2 separate regions of the Macaca mulatta genome follow, and region 1 is linked to region 2. A link is a contact called in public Hi-C data. All regions are on one chromosome and are shown on one strand. The core of a region is the stretch at or near the end of the contact, and the rest is flanking DNA. Distances in the headings are between cores, read along the strand shown. Region 1 holds the start of ARF4 (ARF GTPase 4). Region 2 holds the start of DNAH12 (dynein axonemal heavy chain 12).

Region 1 (3,450 bases), core at 557-3,056, 39 kb before region 2:
GAGTTGTCCCGTCTTTTCAGAACGAACCAATGTTCATCTTACATATGTTGATTGATGTCTCATGTCTCCCTAAAATGTATATAACTAAACCGTGCTCTGATCACCTTGGGCACATGTCTACACAGGACCTCCTGAGGCTGTGTCACGGGCGCGTGTCCTCAACTCTGGCAAAATTAACTTTCTAAATTAGCTGGGACCTGTCTCAGATTTTGGGGGTTCACAAAAGGATACAAGAAGGTCTGTCATTTAGCAAGCTTCCAAAATGCAATTTTAGGTTATTCAACTGCTAAGCAACTCTTTACATGTATCTCCAGTGCAAAGGAGGGTACTTCTGAGTAAAGAAGTTTTCGTTTTTTTTTTTTTTCTTTTTTTGTTTTTGTTTTTTTTTTGAGACGGAGCCTTGCTCTGTCGCCCAGGCTGGAGTGCAGTGGCGCGATCTCGGCTCACTGCAACCTCCGCCTCCCAGGTTCACGCCGTTCTCCTGCCTCAGCCTCCCGAAGAGCTGGGACCACAGGCGCCCGCCACCACGCCCGGCTAATGTATTCCGTTTTTAGTAGAGACGGGGTTTCATCGTGTTAGCCAGGATGGTCTGGATCTCCTGACCTCGTGATCCGCCCACCTCGGCCTCCCAAAGTGCTGGGATTACAAGCCTGAGCCTCTGTGCCTGGCCAGAAGTTTTTGCTTTTAATTGCCCAGGGCCACTCCTAAGAAACAACAGTCTCTGAAGGGTAGATAAGGTAGTGGTACCAAGAGAAGCGTTACTCAGCAAGCCTTCAAAAATACAAAAATAGCTTACTGTTTTTGAAAGTTTGCAAGTTTTTCTTATTCAACCCCATCCTATGGAAATATGCCAGTTGGAATAAGCAACTACAGAACCACAAAGGACGGCACTATTAGAAAAACAGATTAAATCTTTATCCTGGCAATGAGTCTAATAAATTAATCATTGTTGTGAATTTAAGAAGGTGTAGCAGGCCGGGCACGGTGAGCCACCGCGCCAGGCCTGATCAAGAGGCTTTCCACTTCCTCAACCTAAGGAGTAAGTCTTTCATGCTGCTTCTAGGAGAAAAAGTACAAGAAAAGCAAGACTTCCTCGTTGCCTTCTCTTTAAAAAGCAATAGCCGATGAACATGTCTTGGAGCGCTCTCGCCTTGATAGAATTAAAGATCTTCAGAATAACCTAGCGTGGTGGTCGAAGCGTCTCGCCTTAGCTCATTAGGATGCCACAGTTTCTCGGCCCACAAGTCGGCTTTTAACCACTTTTCTCCGCAAAAGGCCAGGCCGGTCTTCACGCGTTAACTAAGGCAAGCGTCTGGCCCCGTGTGAGAGACGTCTAAGTTCATGGCATCAGGGAATTCCCATCGCGCGTACCGTAATAGAAGACGGCGAGGTTCCTCACCTAACCCATAATGCTCAGCTCGCCTTTCCGGAAGCAAGTACTATCACCCCGACAATGCCTTTATCCGAGCGGAAGCGTCTCGTCCTGAGTCTGATTGGAAGTGACGAAGCGAGGTATTGTGGGACTTTGTCCGTCGCCCAGTACGCATGTGCCCCAGCCGGCGTCTCCCGACTCTTGGAGCCACGTCCAGACGGTGGCGTCGTCGAGAGATGCACGTCAGCGAAACTGGCCAATCCCCTGAGCGCGCAAGCGCAGTGGCTTGGGCGCACCGGAAGCGCAGGGGGATGGGGAGGCGGTGACGCGATTCTGTCCGCGTTGGAGGGGCCGGGCCGCTGCTGGAGTCGCCGCGGCCGCCGCGTGACGTGGCACAGCCAGATCCTAAAGGCTAGAGCCGGAGCTGCCGCGCCAGTCGCCTAGCAGGTCCTCTACCGGCTTATTCCTGTGCCGGAGCTTCATCAGCACAGCGGCCAGCGAGACGGGCCTGCCTCCCCCTTTCTTCCTCCGCTCTTTCTCTTCCCTCTCTTTTAGTTTGCCTGGGAGCTTGAAAGGAGAAAGCACGGGGTCGCCCCAAACCCCTTCTGCTTCTGCCCATCACAAGTGCCACTACCGCCATGGGCCTCACTATCTCCTCCCTCTTCTCCCGACTATTTGGCAAGAAGCAGATGCGCATTTTGATGGGTGAGTGAAGGGCTGCGAGTCGAGGCGGGACCTGGGAAAGGCAGGATCTCTACAATTCAGGTGGCCTCTGGGCCTGTTTTTCTCTCCGCCCGCCGTGGTGGGGGAGGGGCGCCGGGTCGGGGGTCGGGAGGAATTCTTAAGGGGGAACAATGGAGCGGAGGGTGAGCGATCCCTCCCCAGATCTGTTGCCAGACGAGGCAGCGACAGGGTTTTGGGCAAGGTTTCTTCTTTCTGGACTTGACTTTTTCCCCTTGATCTTATTGAAAGCTGGACAACATTAGGCAGAGATGTGGGGAAAGCCAACTCTGGGAAGCAAACACTTGGCGAGGCCCTTTCTGGGGGTGCGATCTGCATACCTTCTTGCCCGGGTGTGGACAGCCGTCAGGGGGAAGGCAGAGCCACTCTAGCCTTTTCCTTCCCACTCTGCGCTTCGTGTACAGTCCCTGCACAGTCCGTTGGTATGTGAGCCAGCGGCCACCCGGAGCCTGGAGTCGCCCGGGGCAGGAAGTTGCGGTGGCCAGGGAGCACCCAAGGTTTCCTAAGAGTCTGGAGTCCTTCAGCGCCCACTTTGCTAAACTTGGCCTGCGCTGGATTCCCTTTCAAGTTTTTCCCTCCTTGTTAATCTCATTCTCCGAAAACCAAGCTTATCTTCTATTTCTTTGGCTATTTTCAAAAACTTTAAATGTATTTGGTTTGTTCTCCTAGGTTTTCAAACTTATTTAGCCGGCTTAAAGTCTAATGCAAAAAAAAAATTAGAAACGAATTTTTAAAAAATACCTGATAAATTTTCAGTAACTGAACTGAACAGAACATCATGACGCTGAATTTTAAGGTAGCCTTGTTAATAGTAACTACAATTTTTTAAAATTTCTTTTTAGAAAATTGACTTTTAAAAAACTGCTTTTTAGGGGGCGTGTTTTTGCTCAGCTAAGGGAGAAGGGCTGTCAGTTGGCTGATGTAAGCAACCGCTCCCGGTTACTGTGACCAGCCTACATCACAGCTGAGCTCCATGGACTAGAATAACGCTGAAAGAAGCCCCTCTAACTTTGAACGTTGAAACCTGTTGGTTCATTAGCTTGTGTTCTACCAGAGGAGGTTTTATTTTCTTTCTTCCTTTCTTTCCTTTTCTTTGTTTCGACGGAGTTTTGCTTTTGTCACCCAGGCTGGAGTGCAGTGGCGCAATCTCCGCTCACTGCAACCTCCACCTCCCGGGTTCAAGAGATTCTCCTGCCTCAGCCTCCCAAATAGCTGGGATTACAGGCATGCAACACCACGCCCGGCTAATTTTTTGTATTATTAGTAGAGACGGGGGTTTCACCATGTTGGCCAGTCTGGTCTCGAACTCCTGACCTCAGGTGATCCACCCACCCGGG
Region 2 (3,329 bases), core at 175-2,674:
ACCTCCTGCAAACAGATGACATCGGCGTTGTAGCCGGTAAGTTCCTTCTGGATAAGGTTCTGGCGGTAGTCGAGCTCCAGGGCGTAGGGGGCACAGTATGGGTACAGGACCGTTCGCGAGAACTCAGTCTGCGCGTACGTGTCTGCCAGGATGTTGTAAGAGACAGTGCGGATGAGAGCGTCCTCCGTCACCTTCTTCGTGTAGAGATGCCGGTGGTCAAAAGTGCAGGTGCCAGGACCAGCCTCTACCACACACACACTTTCCAACTCCCGGCTGGGCCCAAAGCGCTGCCCATCGCCTGGGGTGCAATGAAGCTTGAGCCTTAGCCCGATGTCGGCATTGGACGGGGTGTAGACACGCTCCTCCACCTCAGTCTCAGTCCAAGAAGAAGAAGGTGAGGAGGAAGACAATGACGACGGGACACCGACCTCGGGCTCCGCCGCTCCGGGCTTGGCTTCCTTATACCAGCGGAAAAGGGAGCTGGCGGGATCCCCAAATTCAAGGCTGAGTTTGGGGCACACAGGGAACCCGGCCATGATGTAGCGCGGCAACTGCAGTTCCGTGAAGGCGGGCGGGTTGCGCTCCACCTTGTACTTAACATCGCCGATCTGCAGCACCGCACCGTCTTGCCAGGCATCCACGTTGAGCACGTCCTCAGCCACTGCCTCTTCCCGGTAGTACAGCTTTACCACGGGCTCGCAGGCCACAGCCGGCTCAGGCCCCGGCCCTGAACAGGCCGCACCGCCGCTCGCATTTGGCCGGCTCTTCCTGCTCTTCTTGGCGGCGGCCGCCTTAGCGTGACCCTTTAGGGCATTGGTAGCGATGCGGCTGAGGACTCGACCCAGCGGCTCGCTCTGGTCGCGCTGCATGTTCTTGTGGCTGCCATCAGCCAAAGCGAATGACAGGCTCAGTTTGGGTTCCGAGGGTACACAGCGCACTACAGCGCGCTCCATCGCTCCCGCCGCTGTCTGGCTCTGCGCTTCAGCCGGGCTCAGCTTCTCCAGCGCCGTCCGGATCACCCGAAGCGCGGCGCGGGCGCCTGGGAGCCTCCACATGAACCTGGTGGCCTAGCGGTCGACGAGACCCGCGGCCGATCAGCGGCCTACTGTCAGGTGGAGCTGAGGAGCAGAGGCCGCCGGCTTTGACTCATTCAGACCTCGCGACTTCCGGCTAGCGAACAGAGAGAATGAAGTGCTTCCGCCTCGCACTTTCGCCAGGCGCGTGGGCACTCATGTTTCTAATTGTCTGAAGATTAATTTTTATCTACAAGATAGGTCAGAATTATAGGGAAGTGAAGAAAATATAAAGGTATCAGAGGAAAATACTAGATTCCACGGTTTTGTCGAAAGTGCATGCTAGTGACGGTAGGGCATGCCCTCCAAGCCGGAAGTGGATGGGGCGGTGTCACGTGTTCCGCTTTGCTAGATGAGGTGGGCGTCAGTGTTGGAATCTTGGCTGGCGAACTCTCCTTCCTGCGCACCAGGCTGGACTGCGCTAGGACGTGGAAGCCTCCACCTGGATTGCGAGCTTTACTCGCAGTGTGGAAGGTGTTGCCTATTTCATCTCCACAGCTTTGCCGACCCTGATCGCTCGTTTCGGTGGCGTGGTGGGTTCACCCCAGGCTGAGCCAGCGCCTACGCACTGAGCAGAGCCTTTGTGGTAGTTAATAACGAACGATATACAATAACTCCATTTAGTGAGCGCAGGCTATAAGAGAAACGCTACACACACTATCTTATTTAAGCCTCATAGTTCTTATGAGGTGGGTCTGTATCCATCGCTTTACAAATGCGGAGTCCCGAGATATTACCTGTTCAGGGTCACCCAACTATTAATTGGCAGAAACAAATAGTACTGACAAACTGCGGAAGCCTGTTTGTTATTTTTTATTAGAGACGGGTTGTCACTTTGACGCCCAAGCTGGAATGCAGTGGCCTTGTAGCTCACTGCCCCCTCGAACTCTAGGGCTCCTGTGATCCTCCCTCCTCACCCTCCCAAGTACAAATAGGCAAGAGCCACCCAGTGTTTATTTTTAGTTAGTAAAGAGATGGGAAAACTCTATTTAGAGTGACTACATTTAACAAATAAAATTACAGAATCTCAGTTAAATTCGAATTTCAGATAAGGAATAATAATGGGGCATACTTATATTAAGAAATAGTTGTTTATCTGTTTATTTTTTTATTTTTTAGGTAGGGTCTTGCTTTTTCGCCCAAGCTGGAGTGCAGCTGTGCAATCTTGGCTCACTGCAACTTCGGCTTCCAGAGTTCAAGCGATTCTTGTGCCTCAGCCTCCCAAGTAACTGGGCCTCCCAAGGCACACACCACCATGCCCAGCTAATTTTTGTATTTTAGTAGAGAAGAGCTTCACCATGTTGCCTGGGCTGGTCTCGAACTCCTGGCCTCAAGCAAGCCCCCCGCCTTACCCTCCCAAAACTCTGGGATAACAAGTGAAAACCGCCTCCCCTGGCCTAAGGAATCGTGCACTTCATTGCTATTTCTTTCAAAGGTCTTGAAGAAGCCGGGCGCAGTGGCTCATGTCTGTAATCCTAGCACTTTGGGAGGCTGAGGCGGGTGGGTTGCCTAAGGTCAGGAGTTCGAGACCAGCCTGGCCAACATAGTGAACCCCCCCGTCTCTACTAAAAGTACAAAAAATTAGCTGGCCGTAGTGGCACACGCCTGTAATCCCAGCTACTAGGGAGGCTGAGGCAGGAGAATCGCTTGAACCTGGGAGGCGGAGGTTGTAGTGAGTTGAGATCGCGCCATTGCACTCCAGCCTGGGCAACAAGAAAAAAAAAAAGAAAAAAAGGAAAAAGGCCTTGAAGAACAAATGAATTGCTTTACCTGTAGACCAGAAAGGTCCAGTGTGATGAGTACGGTGAGACCAGGGGAGAGTAGCAGATAAGAAAGATATGCATCCACCAGATTGTGTAGTGCATTCTAAGCCATAGTATGAAGTTCTGGATTTCTTCTAAGAGGGCCATTAGAGTTGTTTTGCTTGCAATTATACAAAAGCTTTAATTTTCATTTTCTTGAAAGGGGAAAAGCTAAAAACATTTGGTTTTAATTGCAGGAAAAAAAGGTGTTTGATACTGTAATTGTCATTGGCCGCCATATAAATTTTTTAAATTTTTCTTTATTTTTGAGATGGAGCCTCACTCTGCCACCCAGGCTGGAGTGCAGTGGTGTGATCTTGGCTCACTGCAGCCTCCACCTCCTGGGTTCAAGTGATTCTCATGCCTCAGCCTCCCAAGTAGTTGAGATTACAGGTGTGCACTGCCATGCCTGGCTAAGTTTTGTATTTTTAGTAGAGATGGAGTTTCACTATCT

The links. A called contact is a pair of places that touch in the nucleus more often than the background predicts.
Region 1: a Hi-C map of fetal cortex germinal zone shows a contact between it and region 2, with 1.6 times the contacts expected there. The contact joins the promoter of ARF4 here to the promoter of DNAH12 in region 2. A contact is called at or near these places in 3 of 14 Hi-C or Micro-C datasets (CD4 T cells, fetal cortex germinal zone and fetal cortical plate).

Annotation. Positions count from the first base shown.
Region 1 is chr2:121,140,664-121,144,113 of T2T-MMU8v2.0, reverse strand. ARF4 (ARF GTPase 4) reads left to right here and starts at 1,806. Exons shown (of 6, transcript NM_001195582.1): 1 at 1,806-2,077. The coding sequence starts at 2,011.
Region 2 is chr2:121,101,533-121,104,861 of T2T-MMU8v2.0, reverse strand. DNAH12 (dynein axonemal heavy chain 12) reads left to right here and starts at 1,424. Exons shown (of 76, transcript XM_015130629.3): 1 at 1,424-1,547. PDE12 (phosphodiesterase 12) reads right to left here and starts at 1,161. Exons shown (of 3, transcript NM_001258194.1): 1 at 1-1,161. The coding sequence starts at 1,055.